2 separate regions of the Rattus norvegicus genome follow, and region 1 is linked to region 2. Evidence: chromatin contacts called from public Hi-C data. All regions are on one chromosome and are shown on one strand. The core of a region is the stretch at or near the end of the contact, and the rest is flanking DNA. Distances in the headings are between cores, read along the strand shown.

Evidence for each region. A called contact is a pair of places that touch in the nucleus more often than the background predicts.
Region 1: a Hi-C map of the A7r5 cell line shows a contact between it and region 2, with 3 times the contacts expected there. The contact joins the enhancer-like site here to the promoter of Phlda1 in region 2. A contact is called at or near these places in 2 of 12 Hi-C or Micro-C datasets (the A7r5 cell line and mammary epithelial cells).

Annotation. Positions count from the first base shown.
Region 1 is chr7:48,978,309-48,985,154 of GRCr8, forward strand. No RefSeq gene overlaps it. Among named protein-coding and RNA genes, the nearest start is that of Phlda1, 130 kb to the left of the region's middle. Within about 2 kb of position 4,148, at least 10 of the 93 cell types and tissues checked have an H3K27ac peak or open chromatin away from gene starts, as enhancers often do. A contact at or near this core is called in the A7r5 cell line, where this site is marked.
Region 2 is chr7:48,851,182-48,858,808 of GRCr8, forward strand. It overlaps Phlda1 (pleckstrin homology-like domain, family A, member 1), which reads left to right and starts at 2,509. Exons shown (of 2, transcript NM_017180.2): 1 at 2,509-3,756; 2 at 4,151-4,713. The coding sequence starts at 2,510. The coding sequence ends at 3,730.

The DNA.
Region 1 (6,846 bases), core at 2,898-5,397, 130 kb after region 2:
TTAGCATTTTAAATCAGTAATGAGAATGAAGTGGTGAACAGGTGCCACTTGACACAATGTCCTTTGGCAGAATCAGCCGAGGGAAAGCCTCTGTATTAAACTGATCAGAGAACCCATGTAATGGTCCCCTTATTGTATCTATCCGATTTTCTGATGCAGATCCAGAAACCATTGGGTAATTTATTGCAAAAGTACCCCCTGTTGTTTCCTTTATTGGTATTTGGTTTTGTTTTGCCATTTTCAGAGAGTTTCTGACAAGGAAATTACCACGCCAAGAGCCAGTATTTAAACTCGAGGAAGAAAGCTTTTGTGTCTGGGACTGCTGTCGGTTTTAATAATTAATAATACCCCCATTCCCATCTCTCCCACATCTTAGCGTTGAACAATAGAATATGTGAGCTGCTGTATGTCAAAATATAGAGTTATTCTGTGGGTATGGGGTCTAAAAATAAAGAACACTGTGGTTATGTAATCATTTTTGAGCTATAATGCAATAAGTCACTTTATTAATTTGGGTGTTAGAGGCATTTTGAAGGCACTTCCAGGGTATTTTTGAATACTAAAACTCATGCAGCACTTGCTGAGGTTTGAGAATGCCAAACTTTTCAATCTTAGAAATGATGGAATCAAAATCAGAGTCTTAAAAATGATGTCCCCGTTTTGGCCAAGCCTCGTCCTTGCCTGACATCTGCTTCTCTATAATTTGTTTACAATTCCTCGGAGCACTGGAGTTATCTGCTCATCGTGTTCTTTTTGTTGATTTTTTTTTTTTTTTTTTTTTTGAGACTGGCTTTCTTTGTGCAGCCCTGGCTGTCCCAGAACTCCATTTGTAGTCCAGGCTGGCCTCGAACTTACAGAGATCCACCTGCCTCTGTCTCCTAGTGTTGAGATTAAAGTCGTGTATCACCACTGTCCTGCCCGTTGTATTCTTTTAATGTGACTGGAGTCTGAAGATTTTACTCCCTTTTTTATTTCTCTGTCTTGTTTGTTGGTGCTGGGCTGGAACTCAGTCTATTGCACACACCAGACAAGCACTGTCCGTAGACCTACACTCATGGCCCCTTTAATTTCTTCTAATCACTTGGCTGGACCTTCATGGCTTCTTTAATTATTTGAGAAAGGGGTTTCTGCTTCCCTCTTGCACCCTCCTCCCCACATCAGGTTTTGGAGACAGGGTCTCCTGTAGCTCGTGCTACCCTTGATTTTGCATTGTAGCTGAAGATGAGCTTGAACTTCTGATCTTCCTGCCTCCAGCTCTGGAGTACTAGGGACACCAGGCCTGTGCCACCATTTATGGTTTTAGGCAATTGCTAAGCCTTGTGCATGCTAGGCAAACATGGTATCCACTGAGCCACACCCCCAGATCTGCTACTGTGTTCTCTGTCGAGGAAGATGAGTGTTGGAATTCTGAGGTTAGAGTTAACCTAGGTTGCTGGGTTTTTTAAATTTGTTGACAAGTATGAGGTTACACGACAAAGTTAACTTTTGTCATTTTGTTTTCTCAGTCTGTGCAATGAGTTTCCCTAGAGAAGCCAAAGGCAGACGATCCCGGTTGATCAGTACCCTTGTCTCCTTTAAGAGCTGACAGTTGGCTTGGCAGAGACCAGAGTGAGAATGCCGGCTGGAATTTGGGCACTCTCACGGAATTAAGACAGAGCAAGGATCTTCCCAAGCTCTTCCTGAAGCACCTTTAAAAGTGAGGGATTTAAGCTGGGGTATGGGCTTAGAGGTACTCACCCGGCACTTCAGGGGCCTGGCTTGTCTCTGACAGTGATTTTTTTTGAAGTCACTGCTCCAGTTCGTTTTGCAAAACAGGCTGTTGTAAGCCTCGATAGAATTCCCAATTCATAAATAAGAAAGGAATTAGCTATGCCAGCCTCAGGAGTGGCCGTTTGTGTGCATAGTCTGGACTCACATGGCTCTGCGGTAGGCATTGTTTGAGAAGTAAGAAAGCAGCAGGATGAAATTTCAGCCTTCTCCAAGCCTGCGTCCCAGCCAGGGAAGTAGAAAACAAGCAGACCTCATGGTAAGAAAGGTTATAGATAAAATCAAGTAGAGTAGAGGCTGGGAATTTAATAAGTTATTAGGGATGGACAATGATACCCTGTATGATGGGACTCTGAGAGAGAAGGATCAGAGGGCCCCAACTCTCCCCTAGGAGATGAGGCTAGACTGCAAGCACTGTTAAATACTGTAAGAATACTATCATAAAGGTTTTTAGAGTAGGAACCCTTCAGAGTTTAGGTTTTCTCCAAATACACTAAGCTTTTAAATGCCAGGCCAAGCCCTTTGATTGACAACTGTCAGACCCTTCACTCACACCCAGCTGCTTTAATCTGGAAGCTTTCTGAGAAGCTGCTTTGCACATGGTACATAGGGTCTTTCCCGGAAGGCTTGGGAAGAACCAGGAAACCATGTTTTCTGTGTCAAGAGGCCTTGCTTCAGTCAGAACGTGCCACAGACAACTTAAACCAGCCTTGGGAAAAGCGGCTTTGGCTTAAAGAAGCTTCTATAAAAGCCAGCTGACCTTATCTTATCTGTCCTATAGTAGCTAGCCTCATTCAGGAGTGGGGGAGGAGCCTCCTGAGTAATGCAATATGTGATTGGTCCATATGCAAATAGGTGTCACTTGTGATTGGTTAAAATCGAGGCGGCGATTGGTGGAATGAGAGACTTCATATATATATGCTACACCCCTCTTCTGGTTGTATTGGCAGGCTGCTTTTCACTCTTTGGGCATCTACTCACACTGTGTCTCTCCAGTATTGTACCTGCTACCTTGTGCTCCAACACTAGACCCTAGTTAAAGCTTCTCTTAAGTGGTCTTTTCTTTTACTGCTCCAGACATATCCGGAAACAGTGCAGAAGCAACAGAAGAATGTCAGAGATCAGCCAGAGGCAGCAACTTGAGGCTCTGGGCACTGGAAGAGGGCCACAGAGCGTCTAAGGGTTCAGAACCATGGGTCTGCGAATGAGAATTTCTGGAAAGAAGCTCTGTCTGTAGAGACTGGTTGATTGACTGGAACTACAGTACCTTGGAGGGGTTGGAATGTTGCAGGTCCAGAGGCTAATTACCTTATTTGGAGCTAGTTCCAGGCTTCCTAAATGACCGTTTCTTGCTCACGCCCCGAGTCAGAACTAACATCTTGTGACTAATAGATAAAACCCTTTTGAAATCTCTTAACTTAGCAACCTGATAGCTTCCACCAACCCAACAGCTAAGAATGTTCTCAGATAGCATCTTGGACCCATAGGCAAGCTTTGCCCTTCTTGCTGTATCTCCCTCTGATGTACCCACCAATGTGTTTTAAATTTGCCTCCGTTTATGACTTCTGTAAAACTATAAAACGTCATGATGGAACATGGAATTTGGGGTAACCTAAATCTTTGTTTTTAGCCCATGGTCACACAAAATGGCTCCAGAATGAACTATTTCATTCCCTTTAAGATAAGAGATATTGTTGTTTTCATCAACAGGTTCTAACACCTGAAATTTGTGAGCCCCACAGTCCTATTTGTAATAAGCCTCTCATCTGAACAGAGGGAGCTAGGTCTCTGGGTTTTAAAACGTGAGGCAACAAGTCTGGTTCTCAGGGCCCAGAATCATAAAACTCTGCCTTTGAAACTCAAAGCGTGTTCTGGACACAGCACCTGGAAAGCTACAGGTCTTTGGTTTTTAAAATGTGTAGCCACCAGTCTCAATTCTCAGGGCTGAGAGCTATTAGTCATTGGGTTTAAAAGTCAAGCCCATAGCTTCTGGTATTCAGGAATGCCAACCCTGAAAAAGCATTCCCTAGTCTGTGATTTCTATAGAAATAGAGCAAGAGGGCCCTTAGCCAGCTCTTGTGAAGAGATGTCCTAGAAGAGGTCTATGAGTGTGCTTCACGGACACCTGGCAGAGGACCCTGGTAAGTGAGGACAGGAGTGTGCTTGCCATGTCTGGGATAAGAAGGAAGCTTGTTACACTGAGTCATCATGACTGGTGGGGATGGTGGTGCAGAAGAGAAAAGAAGTTGTGGGGTGGATCAGGAAGGATCTTGTAGATTCTTGTAAGAAATTCTACTTTGGCGCTGAGTAAGAAGGCAAACCATTTGTGGCTTTTGATCAGAAGAGTGACATCATCTGGCTTTTGAAAGGACCAGTCTGATGACTAAGTTGGAGAAAAGCTTAGAGATGCATGTGTGGAAGAAGGGTATTTACTTGGGAATCAAGTACAGTAGGAAGGTCAGGGGTGACAAGGTCTTGCACCAGGGTGGTCATGGTTACCAGAGAGGTCATGATAGGATGTGAGAAATCTGGAAGTCTGCTTCCAGACTAAGGTTTCTAGTGTGAGAGAGATGGGGAAGAGATGAGGTATGAGACAGCCTCTCATTGAGATGAAGAAGCCCTCTGAGGGGCAGACTTGGGTTGATGTTAGGACACAGAGTCTGACATGATGATGGTGAATCTAAGAGGGGATTGTTCAATCTCAAGGAGACCAGAGACAAATGGCTACTGAGGTGTCTGTTGAAAGCATCAAAGCAGACTCTGGTATGCTGGTCATTGCCTACTCACAAGTACCTGTTACAAAGTCATCCTCTACTCTAAACCTCTCTCTGCCCCCTTCCCTCCACTCCCCTCCCGCCCCCTTCCATTCACTTCCCCCAGCTTCTCTTTCCTATATAACCTCAGTCATTTTAGTTATGAGCCCTCTTGCCCTCAGGGTTTTCATATGAGCTTTTTTGCTCCTGATTCCTCTCTTGGCTTCCTCCTGTCACCTGTCACCTGTCGCCTGTCACCTGCCTCCTATCTTCTCTTCCTCTACCCTAAACCCTCTTTATGGTTCAATTTATTCTGCTGGACTGGTTTAGCCTGGACCCTTCCAGATGCCTCTGGCTGTGCTCTCCCTCATATGTACAATAAAACCTTCTCCCTCAACCACACGTGGGAGCGGTCATGTCCCCATTTTTCATTCATCGCTGACAAAGATAGAGCAGTGTGGACCTCAGGGGAGATACTGGGGCTGACAAGCTTAATTCGAGAGCTTTAGTGTATAAGGACAGCGGGCAGAGAGGAGCAGAACAGAGCACCAAGGCATTGTAGAATAAAGTCCTTCAGGCAAGACAGATGCCATCTTCATTGCACCACTTGAGCCGACCAATAAAAAGACCAGCTAGAGAAATGGTTCTCAACCCGTGGGTCGAGACCCACTTGTAGTCAGCATATAAGATGTTTACAGAACAATTCATAACACTCACAAACTTACTGTTATGAAGTAAAAACGATTAACTTTATTCGTTGGGGGCATCTCCACAACACAAGGAACTGAATTAAAGGGTCGCAGCATTAGGAAGATTGAAGACCACTGATCTGGAGCTAGCCTGCTGACAGTTGATTCTCCTCGAGAGAAGAAGGTGGTGGGGAGGATCTGTCCCCCACCTGAGATCCTATCCGTTTCCACTTGCTACTCCAATCCATCTGCAAAAATTTTTCTCTAATTGCATGTGACTTCAGGGTCAAGGAAGCTGGAGGTTATATAGACTGGGCAAGATTAACCAAGGGGGTGGGAACTCTGTTTCTGTGGCTGTGAGAAGTCATTTTCTATACTGGGTGAAGGATTTCCAGTTTGACTGATCTGGGGTCTTCTATGCTTCTGTAAGTAGTCCCTGAACACATGCACTGAAGGGTGTAAGTCTAAGAAACTCATTGGTTCCTCAGGGCTAACTTAATGGAATTATACTCTTGGCTGTTGCTTGAAAGAAGACGGTAGACCCCGTTTAAGTCTCTTTAGGGATGGGATTCTCATGAGATGCAAGGAAACAGCAGACTGGTATAAATGTAAACGTTTCTGTGGCTTAAAGCTTTGATCTGGGGGTGGGGAGCAAAGTGAACATTAGGTAAAGAAAAATGTCAATGACTAAGGAGAGTCAGCTGATGTCAGCTGAAGACCATCAGGCCCATATATGGGGGACAGGTGACCAGTGACACAGCTCCTGTGAAGGCTCAGATCAAGGGAACACTTGTGATTTGTATCCAAAATGTATGCCTGCTTTTCTGAGGCAGCCATGGAATGGTTAGGTAAAGTATCTCACAGCTCTGAACCGCAAAGCTCCTCTTGTTTCCCTCCGTCAGCTCCAGCTCTAGCCATGGCAAACTTCTCCACCTTCAGCTTTAGTGTATGAGACAATGCCTTGCTATGGAGCTCTGGATGGCCTGGAACTCACTGCACATCTAAGCTGGTCTTGGGCTCTTAGCAATGTTTTTCTGTCTCAGCCTCCAGAGTTCTGGGATTATAGGTGTGGACCACTGCACACAGCACAGCCTGTTGCAAAGTTCTCTCTCTGTCTCTCTGTCTCTCTGTCTCTCTCCTCCTTCTCCTCCTCCTCCTCCTCCTCCTCCTCCTCCTCCTCCTCCTCCTCCTCCTCCTCCTCCTCCTCCTCCTCCTCCTCCTCCTCCTCCTCCTCCTGCCCTCCTGTTTTTCAAGATACGAGTTTCTTGCTCATTACAGGCTGGCGTGGAGCTCAGAAATCTGTCCACCTCTGCTTCTGCTGGGACTAAAGGTGTGCACCATGGTGCCCGGCTTATTGTGAACAACTTCGAAGTAGAAAACTTGTAGTTTCTTTGGAAATTTAGTTTTGCCAAATGTTGTTTTGCTGGGGCACACAGGTGAAAGGATGTCTTGCTAAAGCAAACACATGAAAGAATGTTTTCCTGAAGCAGACCCAGGTGGAAGGATGCTTGGGTAGAGCAGACATGTGGAAGGCGCTGTGATGAAGGAGTATAAAAAGGACCCACGGACCGTGGGAGACAGCTCTGAGTATTGGCTTGGTTTGTTCTTCGTCATTATTCTCCCCTAATGACACGCGT
Region 2 (7,627 bases), core at 1,259-3,758:
CTAGTTTCTCTGAAAAGCCGGGCTACAGTTCACAGTCCAGTGTTTTGCCGATGGAAAACCAGTATGTGTCTGCCACACAGCTGTACCTGGTTTACGGTCAGAGAATGCCATTCTGCTGAAAAAGACAAACAGCTGGCAGCGTAGGAACTCCGACATGCTGACCTGTCCTACAGAGGTAGGGGAAACTAAGGTGGTTAATAATCAGAATTACAAATCTATTCTTGGTATGCACCAAGATATTGTTAATGCATAATCACATTAGAAATCTTTACTTGGGCTGGAGACATGGCTCAGTGGTTAAGAGCACTGACTGCTGTTCCAGAGGTCCTGAGTTCAAATCCTAGCAACCACACGGTGGCTCATAACCATCTGTAATCAGATCTGATGCCCTCTTCTGGTGTGTGTGAAGACAACTATGGTGTACTCATATAATAAATAAATCTAAAAAAAGAGAAATCTTTCCTTTTTTGGATTAAAAAAAAAAGCATTGAAAAAGCCCTGAAATACAAGCCAAATTTAAAACTCATTTAAAGTTATTTTTGAACTGGTCCATTTGATCAGAACCTTTAATGAACTATTTAATGAAGGTTCAAGAACCCTGTTTTTTGCCCCACATGTGGCCCATACATATACTGCCACCAAACTAGATAAGATGGATGAAGCAAAGAAGTGCAGGCTGACAGGAACTGGATGTAGATCTCTCCTGAGAGACACAGCCAGAATATGGCAAATACATAGGTGAATGCCAGCAGCAAACCACTGAACTGAGAACGGGATCCCAGTTGAAGGAATCAGAGAAAGAACTGAAAGCTTGAAGGGGCTTGAGACCCCATATGAACAACAATGCCAACCAACCAGAGCTTCCAGGGACTAAGCCACTACCCAAAGACTATACATGGACTGACCCTGGGCTCCAACTGCATAGGTAGCAATGAATAAAGCCTAGTAAGGGCACCAGTGGAAGGGGAAGCCCTTGGTCCTGCCAAGACTGAACACCCAGTGAACGTGATTGTTGGGGGAAGGGTGGTAATGGGGGGAGGATGGGGAGGGGAAGGCCATATAGAAGGGGAGGGGGAGGGGTTAGGGGGATGTTGGCCCGGAAGCGGGGAAAGGGAATAACATTCGAAATGTAAATAAATACTCAAGTTAATAAAGATGGGGAAAAAAAGAAAAGAAAAAACCTATTTTTAAAGGGACTCTTCTGCTAGCTCTCAGATTAAGTTCGAATTTCTTAGCAGGACACACAAAAACATGTGCGTAATTCATCCTCTCCATTTTCTTCAATTGGATTCTTGACTTCTCGCAGTGTGGCAGCAGCCCTTGTTTGACCGAGACTGTTTTATCCTATCTCTTTATTATGAGAGAAGACTTAGAGGTTATTTTCCTAAACTGGAGACTATTTTTCTTTTTTTTTTTTTTTTTTTTCGGAGCTGGGGACCGAACCCAGGGCCTTGCGCTCTACCACTGAGCTAAATCCCCAACCCCTCAAACTGGAGACTATTATCCATGCCTTTTATTCTACCTTATCAGGAAGCAGTGTCTGAAAGGTTTAAATGCAAGACTGGGACTAGGACCTTCCCAGAGTCAGATACCCATAGGTGTTTATAGGATATTCGCCAAGGCTTATGTGTGGGATCTCCCAGTACTGGACAACTGCCTACCCTGCTACTGCTATGGACTGACTGCAAGGTCTGATCTGAAAGGAAACCTGAGGAGCTAGAGAAATTGCAGCCCTAGCAGAGGACCCTCGTTCAATTCCCAGAACCTGTAGGGTGGGTCACTACCGGTTCCAGGGACCTGCTGATTTCTGACCTGCATTCACATACAATATACGTACTATGTAATGTATACACACAAGCAAAATATAAACACGAAAACCAACAAAGCAAAACAAACACCCCCTCCCCCCAACAAATAAAACCACGAGAGCTTGGTGAGTCTGGCTATTTTGCCTGTGCCCTGTGTTGGAAAAGGAAGTCAAGAATATATACCTGGAGCGAGTCCACCCTTCTTTTCCTGCCACTACATCAAATCCTCAGCTTTATTGTTTTGACTTTGCTAATTTCTCCAGGAAGGATTATTTAATGACTGAAAAAAGCTCGAAGCACACTTGGGCTTTGTTCCCTGAGGTGTTTACATAGGTATGGGGGGAAATGCACACTATGGAACTGGGTTCCCTAAGTTTTATGCCTTGGTCTGGAACCGGCTCCGCGCTAACCCCAGGGATGGCTCCCCAGGCCTGCCTGGATCTGCTACTCGCCCCCGCAGCGGAGAGCCCACCCGCCTGGGAAGGGCGGGACTGTGGGGTTGGCCTTTCGGCGCCCTCTGGGCGTCGGCAGTCGCCGCCCGGCAGCCGCGGCGACCTCAGCGACCGCGTGGAGCCGCCAAGAGTTTCCGGAGCCCGGCTTCCAGGCGGCGCGGGAGGCCGTGGGCGGCGGGGCGGAGCCGGCGGGGGCGGAGCCAGCGGCGGGGGCGTGTCCACGGCGGGCACTGGGAAGGCCCCAAGTTAATGAGGCGTACGCCGGCTGCCGAGCGCCTCTCGGAGCTGGGTTTTCCCCCGCGGCGCGGGAGCCAGGAGCCGCCTTTTCCGCTGGGTGTCACTCGGGGGTGGGGAGGGTGGCCCATTGAAAAGCGCTGCGAGGGGCCCCGGCCAGTGCCCTTCAGTGAGCGCTCCGCGGAAGACGGCAGAGAGCAGCCCGCTCACGGCTCCGGGATCTTGTGGCGGGTCAGGACTCGCCTGTCCCTCTGCCGGGACCCCGAGCCACCGCCGCCACCGCCACCGCTCTGTCTCCTGCGAGTCAGCCTTCTCTGTGCGCTCCGGGCAGGCGGCCGCGGAAGCCGCTGGAGCGAGGACAGCGCACGGCTGCTACTGCTACCCCCAGCCGGAGCGTCTGGAAGCCTAAAGGCCGAGCGGAGCAGCAGCACCCCTTATGCCGGAAGGATGCTGGAGAGCAGCGGTTGCAAGGCGCTGAAGGAAGGAGTGCTGGAAAAGCGAAGCGACGGGCTGCTGCAGCTCTGGAAGAAAAAGTGCTGCATCCTCACTGAGGAAGGGCTACTGCTCATACCGCCCAAGCAGGTACAACATCAGCAGCAGCAACAGCAGCAGCAACAGCCCGGGCAGGGGACAGCCGAACCGTCCCAACCTAGTGGCCCCGCCGTCACCAGCCTTGAGCCACCAGCCAAGCTGAAGGAATTGCACTTTTCCAATATGAAGACTGTAGACTGCGTGGAGCGCAAGGGCAAGTATATGTACTTCACTGTGGTGATGGCGGAGGGCAAAGAGATCGACTTTCGGTGTCCCCAGGACCAGGGCTGGAACGCAGAGATCACGTTGCAGATGGTGCAGTACAAAAATCGTCAGGCCATACTGGCGGTCAAGTCTACGAGGCAGAAGCAGCAGCACCTGGTCCAGCAGCAGCCTCCGCAGACGCAGCAGATCCAACCCCAGCCCCAGCCGCAGATCCAACCCCAGCCCCAGCCGCAGATCCAGCCTCAACCCCAACCCCAACCCCAACCTCAGCCCCAACCCCAGCAGCAGCCCCAGCCCCAACAGCTCCACTCCTACCCGCACCCGCATCCTCATCTTTACCCTCACCCTCACCCTCACGCGCACTCGCACCCGCACCCGCACCCTCACCCTCATCCACACCAACTCCAGCATGCGCACCAGCCTCTCCACTCGCAGCCACAGGGCCACCGGCTTCTCCGCAGCACCTCCAACTCTGCCTGAAGAGGGCGGCACCCGGGCCACTCAAGGTAAGGTCCTGGCAACTTGGGACTCCTAGAAACCTGCCAGCATGACTGTTGGGAAGAGAGGAAAGCTTGTTGACCGGTTCCGCTTCCGAAGCAAAGTAAAAAGAAATCGTTTCAAGTTTGTGGAGAGGTGGCAAAAAGATAGGCAGGCTGGAACTTGTAGAGGCCGGGCGGGGAAGGAAGAGCGGGAGGAATTTCACCAGGGAGCTGGGCACGGGGGATAGACCACCTACCCCGCAGCACTGGATCACTCTAGTTCACTGCCATCCTCCTTAGTGCTACTTTATTGTGTGCCTGCGGACCTGGTGTCCTTCTGGGCACTCCTTTGTCCTGGCCGGGAGGGACCAGGGTCTTGACTTCTGAGTCATCCATTTCATTCTGTGTTCTTCCTTTCCAGGTTTTGAGGACTTCGGGAAGTGGGAAGAGTGCATTACTATTTAAGTTCACTTGGATCAAAACCAACGGAGTCTCCCCGCCCTGTGCCAGATCAAGTAGTTTGGACATCACCCTACGGATAACGCGCGCTTGCAGTTCCTCGTAGTTTTTTCTGCGTAAGCTTCATCACAGTGCAGGAAGCGATTTTGAGTCAAGATGACTATTTATGAACCTTTGGAAGGATCACCTAACGTAATGGACCTTGTAGGAGCAATTTATGTACTGTAATTTTATTTTAATGTATTTTGGTTTATGATTATTTATGTTTTTTTAATGCCTATTCTAAGACATTTCTGAATGTAGGCCACCTCCTCTTCCCCTTCTCGCCAAAAAAAAAAAAGAGACTTTATTTTCAGAAACCTATTTCCTAGTAAGCCCTGATCTTGGAAAAGAAAAAGGGGAAGAAGAGTGGTGGAGTGGGGCAAACATGAAAAATGGATTCATCATCCCCAGAACATTCTCATAAAGTCGACTCTTTTTCATTGTATTTGAAGAAGTTGAAATTAAATTCTGATATTACTTTCACTTTTTAGAGTCTCTTTCATAGATGTGTAGTGTGTGCAGATGTTTTCTTTTAAAAAGCTAATGGGTTGGAAGGTATGATTATGAAAACCTGGTGGTTGAGATCATGCTTTTCTAGGAAGAAATCAGTAAGAATGACACTAGATTTTAAAACATTTAAATACTGCCCAGCCGGAGGCGTGATCCACTGTCTGGACGATGTGGTGAATGGAGTCTGCTGTGAGGGGAACTTACTACTACGAGAGGAAAGCAGAGAGTCCTTTTGGAGCCTAGAGCTGGGCTCAAGTGCCCCTGGGATTCAATCCTAGCACACCACCCCCACCCCCAAAAGTAATTTTGATTGTGAGTATTAATGTTTCAATTTTAAAATTATGGGGTGCTCCACCTGAGAGTATTTTTACCCCTGTTCAGAATCCCATACCCTTCACCCAGATCTCTGCATACTCAGCTTGGGCCACATTTTCCTAGCCTAGCCTTTTACTTTGTCATAGATGCACTCTGAAGGGGATTTGCAAATATTTCAAAAGGACTGACTGGGAACCATAACATTTTAAATTTCATTCTGAAAATAAGACTGGGCAGAGAAAGGCCACACTTGTCTCTTTATGGCTCTGGGGGATGACTGGGCCTTCCCTGTTTTGATTAGGTGACTAAATTCCCCATTAGGAAGGAAAGACTAGAGAAGCTGAGATCAGTGGTTCTCAACCTGTGGGGTCTTGACCCCTTTGAGGGACAACACAGAGGTTACCTATCTTCATTATGATTCGTAACTGCAAAGTCACTGTTAGGAACTGGCAATGACTGGGGACTCACAGCAACATCACAACGTGAGGAACTCTATTAAAGGGTCACAGCATTGGGAAGGTTGAGAACCACGGCTCGAGGTTGTCAGTAAGAAAATAAACTCTTGTTTAACAGTCAGGATGTTGCGGGGGGTGGAGGGAGAGGATGTGCTTTTAAAGGTAGAACAAACCCTCCACTGTGTAAAAATCAAAGGGACAGTCAAGATTCACAAAGGCAGACACTACTGCCACTTCAGTGGAGAAGCAGTCCCAGATAATACCAAAGTCTCTAGGGATTGAAAGTCACTTCCTCACTGCCTGACTGCTAACTGTTTGCCCTGACCCTTTCTCAGTATCTTCTAGCATCTAAACTGGAACGCTGGCTTTACGAAATAAGGTCTTTTTTTTTTTTTTTAACCTTCTGTACAGAAAGATCCAGCGAGACAGGTGCTGTAATTTTGAATTCATAATTTAGTTGGAAAGTTGCAGGGATTTGGGAAGGGGAGGGTTGTAACTCAAAACAGGAAAACCTGAGTGAATTCTCACCTTCCAGGCTGCCTGATTTGTAGTTGCAGAAATATTCTGCCAAAGGTTTAAAACAGCATGTATGTGGGGCAGCCCCCAAGAGCCATGTTGACACATTTCCCAGTCTGATGTGGCTTCCTAGGGGCTAATTCTGGACTTTCTGATAGGGTGCAAGCACTCAGTACTGTAGTCTATGCAAGCAAATCATTCAGCCCGTTAACTGCCAGCTACTCCCAGCTGCCTCACTTTCTCTCTAAGTTTATGTATTATCAGGATAGTAAAGGTCGTACCAAATGACTTGAAATTAAGATTTAATTGAAAAGTTGCTGAGGGGGGGAAGGGAGGGTTGGAACTTGAAAATCTGGGGTGTGATGACTGGCTTGATAATGTGGTGAACTACTGGGTCTGTTGTGAGAAAATGGGTTTTTTTGTTTGTTTGTTTGTTTTTTAGACATGTCTGTTATTGGCTTATATATAGAACTAGGTCATCACATTGCTAAAACAAAACAAAAAGCCAAAATCACTGAAAAAACAAAACAAAACACCCCCTCCCCCAAAAGATCCCCAAACATCAAAACATCTTAGTTGCTAGAATTTTCATAGCCCTGTATCGGCAATGATATGTTAAGCTGACCCTCTCCAAGACTTTCTCCTGACATTAAGCTGTGAAATCTCAGTGGTTAGAAAATTAAACATGCGAAACAAAACAAATTACAGGTGCACTTGATGGCTTTATTCGACCTGTAAGAAAATGATATAAACCATCCGAAGCACTAGGAGATAAGGAGATTTCATCTTTAATCAAGTCTGAAAATACTTTTACCCCAAGAAAGAGATCATAGGGGCAGGTCCATTAAAAAAAAAGAATCCACCCTTGAAACAAGAAATATAAAATGAAATGAAAAGGAATGTCCCATCTGGAAATTGAACTTTTTGTCCTTGAGTTCGTGTTGGCAGCCTCCCACACAGCCGTCTCACTAATTCAGTAAAGGAGGGCTGGAGAGATGGCTCAGTGGTTAAGAGCACCGACTGTTCTTCCCGAGGTCCTGAGTTCAAATCCCAGCAACCACATGGTGGCTCACAACCATCTGTAATGAGATCTGATGCCCTCTTCTGGTGTGTCTGAAGACAGCTACAATGTACTCATATATAATAAATAAATGAAATAAAAAAAAAGATTTATTAATTCAGTAAAGGAAAGGAGAAAAGACGCAGAGCTTAGGGCTCTGGGGGTGGTTTCCCTTGCTTCCCTGTTTCCTTGCTTTCCCGTTTCCTGAGACATTGAGGGACAGGCTGAGTACTGGGACCTTCCTGAGTGGCACTTTCTCAGCAGCAATCCATTTGGATCTGCTTTGTCCCAAGGTCAGAGAATAAATGTGCATGAGGTTCTCTCAGAACGGGTGTGCTCATTAAACAAGCAAAGATTCTCTGATCCTGGATGAATCAAGCCAAAGTTTTCATTTCATATTTTTTCCTTAGTGGTGGTTAAGAAGCAAGCAGTGCATATTAAAGGAGTTTCCTTTCCATGTGAACAATGGTAACAAGTCCGGCTGAAGCTGAGAGACCCACCCATGTTAGCTCCTTTTGGAACTCTTTTAAAAAGTCCCAAC